Linked DNA regions of Astyanax mexicanus: region 2 is linked to region 1. Evidence: chromatin contacts called from public Hi-C data. All regions are on one chromosome and are shown on one strand. Each heading gives the region's core, a stretch centred on a gene start, on an enhancer-like site or on the middle of the called end of the contact. The rest is flanking DNA. Distances are from core to core; before and after follow the strand shown.

The links. Hi-C and Micro-C count contacts between places; a contact is called where the count stands out from the background.
Region 2: a Hi-C map of muscle shows a contact between it and region 1, with 15 times the contacts expected there. The contact joins the enhancer-like site here to the promoter of epb41l4a in region 1. A contact is called at or near these places in 2 of 3 Hi-C or Micro-C datasets (both in muscle).

What each region holds. Positions count from the first base shown.
Region 1 is chr20:3,157,140-3,161,132 of AstMex3_surface, forward strand. epb41l4a (erythrocyte membrane protein band 4.1 like 4A) reads left to right here and starts at 1,771. Exons shown (of 23, transcript XM_022680884.2): 1 at 1,771-2,363. The coding sequence starts at 2,265.
Region 2 is chr20:3,210,642-3,214,444 of AstMex3_surface, forward strand. epb41l4a (erythrocyte membrane protein band 4.1 like 4A) reads left to right here. Exons shown (of 23, transcript XM_022680884.2): 16 at 2,269-2,316; 17 at 3,433-3,510. Among protein-coding and RNA genes, the nearest start is that of LOC103032978, 27 kb to the right of the region's middle. Within about 2 kb of position 2,165, the one cell type or tissue checked has an H3K27ac peak away from gene starts, as active enhancers do.

The DNA of each region.
Region 1 (3,993 bases), core at 521-3,020:
TCAGTCACCTTTATGAGGTAGAATCACCTGGAATTCAGGCATTCAGTTAACAGCTGCATTGTCACAGTGTGTTTGTGAAGAGGTAGAGTTGGAGTGAAGCTGAGGTAGAGTTGGTATACAGTGAATAGTCCTATTTGAGTAATGTTTTAATACACAATATGGCAAGAACTGCTCAACTAAGTAAAAAAAAACTTTGAAAGAATGTTTAGGTTCAGTCAAAAAGACCATAAAAAAGATGAATGATGAAACTGTATAGAAAGAGTAAGAGTTTTCTCTGTTGCAGAGGATAAGTTCATCAGAGTTACCAGTTACCAGACTCAGAAATCTCAAGTTAAAAGCTCCCCAGAGCACCTAAATTCTTCACATTTTGGTATTTTAGTTTGTTTAACACATTTGTACTACAGTTTACTGCATGATTCCTTATGTGTTCCTTCGTAGTCTGGATCACTTCGATTTAACTCATTCTAAGTGTGTTTTGAGTGAGACCATAAAGGAATACATTGAGACCACAAAATAATTATGACATTTTATTCTAATTTATGATAATAAACTGCTCAAAATAATCTCACACTAAATCAAAAAGTCAGACAGGAATGTCCCTCCCCTCCCTCCCTAAAATTACTAAAATGACTGTAATTACCCTCCTGCTTTTTCTCTCTGTCCCGCTCCGCGTGCTCTCCGGCAGAGGGCAGTGCGCTGCCGCTGCTCGCGCGCTCTCTGTCTCAGTGGAAGGTAAAGTGGATGTGGGCGGAGTCTGAGAACAATCGCGGTGAGGAGACGCGCCGCTCCTGAGCTTTTTTATTCCCCACCTGTTTTCTGAACCCCGCCTCCTGCGCTGCGATTGGTTAACAGTTTACTTTGTTAATTACATTCATATACACATTCATTTACATGTTTTCATTTAAGAGGACCAATTGTACCATTTGCATTAATAAATATAATATTTTCAGTAATATATGAGAATATTAAGAAAATTTATGAAGATAATTTATGCGTATTTTAAGTTTCCAAGCTGTTGCCTTCATCTAAACAAAAATATCCTGGCAGAATATTTATATACGTTACTATGTAAATTATTTTTATCATGATATTTCTGAGATGGTTACATTAAAATCATGAAAAAAATATTATTAAAGAAAGAAAGAAAAAAAGAAAGAACTATTAATTAATGGCAGTGTGGGGGCGGGGCTTGGTCGGAAAACAGGTAGGTAAATAATAATAAAAAAGAAAGAAAAAAGGAAAGAAAGAAAGAAAGAAAGAAAGAAAGAAAGAAAGAAAGAAATATTAACCAATGGCAGTGTGGGGGCGGGGCTTGGTCAGAAAATAATGACCACTGGGGTAAATAATAAAAATAAAAAGAAAAGGAAAATAAATAAAGAAAGAATGAAAGAAAGAAAGGAAGAAAGAAAGAAAGAAAGAAAGAAAGAAAGAAAGAAAGAAAGAAAGAGAGAAAGAAAGAATGGAAGAAAATAAAGAAACGAAGACAGAAAAAGAAAGAAAAGAATGAAGGAAGAAAGAAAGAAAGAAAGAAAGAAAGAAAGAAAGAAAGAAAGAAAGAAAGAAAGAAAGAAAGAAAGAAAGAAAAGAAAGAAAGAATGAAAGAACTATTAGCCAATGGAACTGTGGGGTAGGGACAGGTAGGTAAATAATAGTAATAAGAAAGAAAGAAAGAAAGAAAGAAAGAAAGAAAGAAAGAAAGAAAGAAAGAAAGAACTATTAACCAATGGCAGCGTGGGGGCGGGGCTTGGACCGATAACGGGTGGGGTAAATAATAGCTGCTTGGCAACGGAGCGCCGGAGTCCTGCATTCACCGCGTCTGCGCTTCTGAACAGTTCAGCAGCTTCTGCTCCAAAAACAGCGCGATTTATTACAAAACCAGAGAAGAAGAAGCGATTAAACTGTACTAACTGGAGTTACCTGTGCAGGTTTAGCGGGAAACACCTGCAGACCGGACTCTCACTCATGACCCCCCCCTCTTATCTCCAGCAGCAGCAGCGCGCGGATGGAAGTGTGTTACTCGCTGATCCCCACAAAGGAGCAGGGCTAGCCGGGTTGCCAGATTGCACCGTTGTCAGACGGAGGAGCGCATAAACCACCCGAATTAAACTGGAGGAAAAAGGTGGAGGAAGCTGAAGTGCAGAAAGTGAAGGAGCGGGTGAGGTGGCCGGGCTGATCATGGTGCTGGTCATGGTGCTGGGGTAGAGCTGGACAGGCTGGCTGGAATCTGAGTGGCAGTTTTTTAGAGGAGGGATTTTGGTGGCACCATGAGCTGCTTCTGCTCGGTCCAGGAGGAGTTCTACTGCGAGGTTCTGCTGCTGGACGAGACCAAGCTCACCCTCACCTCTCAGCAGCAGGGCATTAAGGTCAGTAATGCTCACTTTCTGAATCAATTCCATCTCTCCTTCTGTCTCTTCTCTTCTTTGTATGGTTGCCATTCAACCAGACAGGCAGAATCCCCCCAGTTATCCCCTTATTCCAGAGCCAGGCTCTCACTCACAAGTATTCCTGTGCCACTGCCACACCTATCAGACAACACAATGGTAACACTTAGAGCTGGGCAATAAATCAATATCAATAGATATTGTGTATTATAAAATGTTTAATAACGATGATACAAGTTTTTAATACATTTACAATAATTCAATATTAGAGTTGGGCAATATGACAATATTTTACATATCATGATTTTGTTATTTGACTCACAATACACTGTTTTTCTATACTCTGAACATGTTATAGATAACGTCAGTGCTGCTTTTTAACTGGACATCATCTGTAATCATAGTGTCGACGACACTCCTTTTATCCTTTTATCTTCGTGATGGCTCTACTCAACTTTACAGAACAAGAAGAAAAAACATTGAAAGCTTCTAATTAATGGAAATCTTTGTAAAATGATTTTATTCTATACTAAGTTATGTTATGACGATATTTGTTGGTCCATTTATCATGAAATTCTGATACAATTTAAAGAACACCATACATATAAATATTAAAAAAGTAAAAAAATGAAGATACAAGTTCTTTTTTGCCAAACAGCAGTTGTATATATGTTTTATATTTTAAAAAACTGGTTTAAAAACCTTTCAAGAACTACTGATGCATTATGTCTTGATGGTCTGGATGTCAAAATATGGTGATAAATATCAGGTATTGGGTAAATGTCTTTAAATATCATTATATACAATATATAAATAATATTTTGGCCATATTGCCCACTCCTTCAGTAAACATTATTTTATATTATATATTTAATTTTTTTTTAGAAGTTTGTAGGTACAGACATTATATCATAATAACATAATGTCTAAATGTTATATCATCATAATTATATCATACTACAGCATATTGTGATAGAAATTTTGCTCATTTCGTCCAGCCCAGCACCTGCCTAGAGAAAGACAGGAATCATTAATCATCAAGCAGCATCACTGTTTGCAGCACTGCAAGTAGATTATTTCCCATCATGCTTTGGGAAGAACTTTATAAAAAGAACTGTTAAACAGTGGAGCACAAACTGAAGCAGCCTTTGATCACAGCTGCCCTTGTGGGTGAAAAAAAAATGAGTGTTCACAGTGTAAATATCACTTGTTTGCATCCTTTTTTTTAATCTAATTTTTATTTGATCTTCAAGATAAGAAAAAGTACCACTTTAAAATAAGACTACCTTTATAAAGGGTTTATAAATGGTTTACAGGTATTATTATTATTATTATTATTATTAATGGTAAATAATTATGATGTAAATGCCTTAAAAATCATTAATAATCAGTTATAACACGTATATAGAAAGGGCAACAGTATAGGGCTTACGGGATTTTTAAGGCAGTTACAACCTAATTAGTAACCATTAATAAACTAATTGTAAACCATTTATAAACCCTTTATAAAGGTAGTCTTATTTTAAAGTGGTAATACATTCACTTTCCACATCTCCTTTAATGTTCTTCTGTGCGTTTAGCTTGTGTCTTCAGTTTTTTTATAATGGCTCAT
Region 2 (3,803 bases), core at 915-3,414, 54 kb after region 1:
CTCTTAAAACTTTATGAATATGAACTTGTTTTCTTTGCATTATTTGAGGTCTGAAAGCTCTGCGTCTTGTTTTGTTATTTCAGCCATTTCTCATTTTCTGCAAATAAATAAATGCTCTAAATGACAATATTTTTGTTCGTAGTTTATAGAAAGTTCAGAAAGTGTTCTCTTAATTTTTTTCCAGAGCTGTATATTTATTTATTTATTTATTTATTTATTAAAATGTGTTTATTATTAAGTTTTGATATACAGCAGCCTCCAGATGTTATAATTCCTTTTTTTAGATTTTATATAAAATATAAAAAAATATATATATAAAATTATATAATATAAAATGGAATTGGATATGATCAGCAGGCAGTATGCAGCAGTGGACCTGCAGTCTGCAGTGGGAATAGTGGGGATTGATGAATACATTTCTGTTGAATAGATTGGATGCAGCCGTTTCCACACCACATCTTTAGTATTCCACGTCAATGGTTTTATCAATATAATCTTTTTTTTCTATTACTTTGGTCTTGCCTGTGGCCGGCATGCCTGGATCATGAATGTGAATGCGCTGAAAGGCAGTGCGAATAATTTTATTCAGTGAAAGATTAGATTTCTCATATTTTCAATACAGGATTAAGCTGAATGCTGGAGAGAGCTACATGCATACATACATGTGGGAGAGTCCGGGGGTCTGTGGGGGTCTGGGGTTGGTGTTTGAGTATAAGAGAGAGTTATATTAGGTAATTCCTGTCTGTAGAAGTGAAGCGAGCAGTACACTGACTCCCTCTAGTGAGTAAAAACTGTAATAAAGCCTGTACTGAGCAGAAGCATGGCTGAGTTTATAGTGTTGTATTCAAGATCACTAAAACCAAGCCCAAATCAAGACTCAGACATTTAGTAGACAGGTTTTTGTATTGAGTACTGAGACCAAAAGTGGCCAAGAATAAATCAACTAATAATATGTTGAGTCCAACTCAAGACCAAGACCAAGACTTTTCAAACTCAAGTCACAAGACCAAGACGTTTAGTAGTTGAGTCCACGTCGATACTGAAACTGGGAGTGACAGAGACCAAGCTGAAACCAAATCAGGACATGTTGAATCCAAGTGAAGATCAAGTCTAAGTTTAAGACCAAGACATTTAGATCAAGATTTTAGTGTTTGAGTCCAAGTCAAGACCAAGACCAGGACTTGTCGAGTCCAAATGAAGACCAAGACTTTTAGTAGTCGAGTCCTAGTCAAGAGGAAGACTAGGACATGTTGAAGCCAAATGAACACCAAGACCTTTAGTAGTTGAGTCCAAGTCAAGACCAAGACCAGATCATGTCAAGTCTAAGTCTAAGACCAAGACCATGGCATGTTGAGTCTGAGTTTAGGCTACAAAGACTTTTAATAGTCGAGTCCAAGTCAATACTGACACTGGGAGTGGCCAAGATGGAGATAAGCCCAAGATCTGGACATTTTAAGTCCAAGTCAAGATGTAGACTTTTAGTAGTCAAGACTAAGACAATACTGAGACCAGGAGAGGTTGAGTCCTGTGGTCGATTCCAAGTCAAGACCCAGACTTTTGAATAGTTGCGTCCAAGTCAAGACCAGATCATGTCAAGTGTGAGTTTAAGACCAAGACTTTTATCAGTTGAGTCCAATTCAAGACCAAGACCAGATCTGAGTTTAAGACCTGAGTCCAAGTATTTGAGTCCAAGTCAAAACCAAGACTAGAACTTGTAACTTCATTGAGTCCAAATGAAGACGAAGACTTTTAGTATTCAAGTCAAAATCAAGACACAGACCAGATCATGTTAAGTCTGAGTTTAAGACCAAGAGCAGGACTTGTGGAGTCAAAATGAAGACCAAGACTTATGGTAGTCGAGTCCAAGTCAAAGTGCAGTTAAATTTGATTAAAATACAAAAATCTCTTGGACCGCTCTCTGCAGATGATCCTCAGATAAACCTCCTTTTTAATCATTTTTTAGAACATGTTCAGGCTGTTTTGTCCTTTGACTCTGGGTCTGGTTGAGGCAGGGTGTGCAGTAATGAGTTCTGTAGAGCTCTGAGATCTGAACTCCCTCGGGTTCAGCCGTGATGAAAGGAATCCTCTGAAATAAATAAATAGTGATAAACCATCAAAGCGTCTGGGGAGGCGTTTTCTTCACGGTCTGAGAGCAGGAAGGCGCTGGTGGGGAACAGGCGGTGTGTGGAGACTGCAGACCGTAAGGGAGATCAGCGTTTCTGTAGAGTCTGATTAAACCAATCCCTGCTTCCCTTTCTGTTTCCTCAGGAGAGACCCGAGCACAGAGGACCCGGCCAGTAAACAGCATCGGAGACGGTAGGAGACGATACGTCACTCTTATGTACAGGAAATATACACTGTCAAAAGAAAACACTGTATACCAAAAAGCAGCTGTTTAGAAAAATGTAAAAAAGCCTCTTAATGTCCAGTTTAAGTATATATAAACAGACGTTTAGTCTTTTTGCTGTCTGTTTATCATGAGATTTTGAGAAAAGTGAGAAAAGTCTCCTGAATTTAATTTACAATATATAGTAAACAGTTTTGTAAAAAATATATATATATATATAAATAAATAAAAAAATACAAATTGAGTTTTTCTTTGGACAGAAACGTGAGTTATGCAACAGATGTGTATTTGAACTTGAGTAAATAAGTGTTTTTACAGCTATTATTGAAACATAATTATTTTTATATTTATATAAATTGTTAGTCATGTGATTAACTGCATATATACTATATATTTCGGATTTGTAAATTAGCTAAATAATATAGTATAATTAAGTATTAGAATTGCCTAAATTATTTAAAATATACTTTTAAAAAATTATAAAAAATATATACTGTATGTATTTTTTTTATATAAAAAGTGTTATTTAATCACTTAAATTAAATAAAGATTTAATCAACTTAACCAGGCAGCACTGTGGACTTGCAAGCAAAAAAAGTGCCTGTCCGTTATACTGATATTGAACCACATACATTATCAATCAAAAGTTTGGACACATCTTAAAATGTTCTACATTGTAGATTAATACTGAACACATCTAACTATTGAAAAAAATATATGAAATTATTTAATAAAGTAGCTCCTCTTGCTTAGATTAGACAGTTTTGCACATCTCTGCTGTATTTTCTCAGTCAGTTTTATGAGGTAGAGTCACCTGGAATTCAGGCTTTCAGTTAACAGCTGTGCTGAACTCATCAAGAGTTAATTACTTGAATTTCTTGTCTCTTAATGTTGATGTTTGAGAGCATCAGTTAAAGTAAAGTAGTGAAGAGGTAGAGTTACAGGTATACAGTGAATAGTGAATATTTGAGTAATGTTCGAATCCAGATTATGGCGATTTTCTCTCTCTCTGTTTCCTGTTGTATCTCATTACTATTCTCGTTTTCTCCTCTTTTCAACTTTAACCCTTTCCTGTTGCCCCTCAGGTCACGTTCCCGGGGCAACACCAGCAGTGGCAGCGAGTCGGAGAATTCCAACAGGGAGCATCGTAAAAAACGCAACCGGTGAGGAATCTCCCACACTCTGAACACAATGACTCAATTACACACTGCTTTCCTGGTGGTCTGCTTTTAGAAAGCCCTGTAAATTGTGGAGGTCACCGGGGGTCAGACAGAGTGTGACAAAAGACAGAGATGTCTAATGACTTTCGATCTTTCACATCGATAATCACATCGCTATGATGAAAGGGGTTTGGCTATACATAATCTGTTGTTGTTTTTTTATAGCAGTTATTTGTCTGTAGTTCACTTCCATTTAAAACCAGCTTGGCATTACTTAGGATTTATATAAGTAGTAT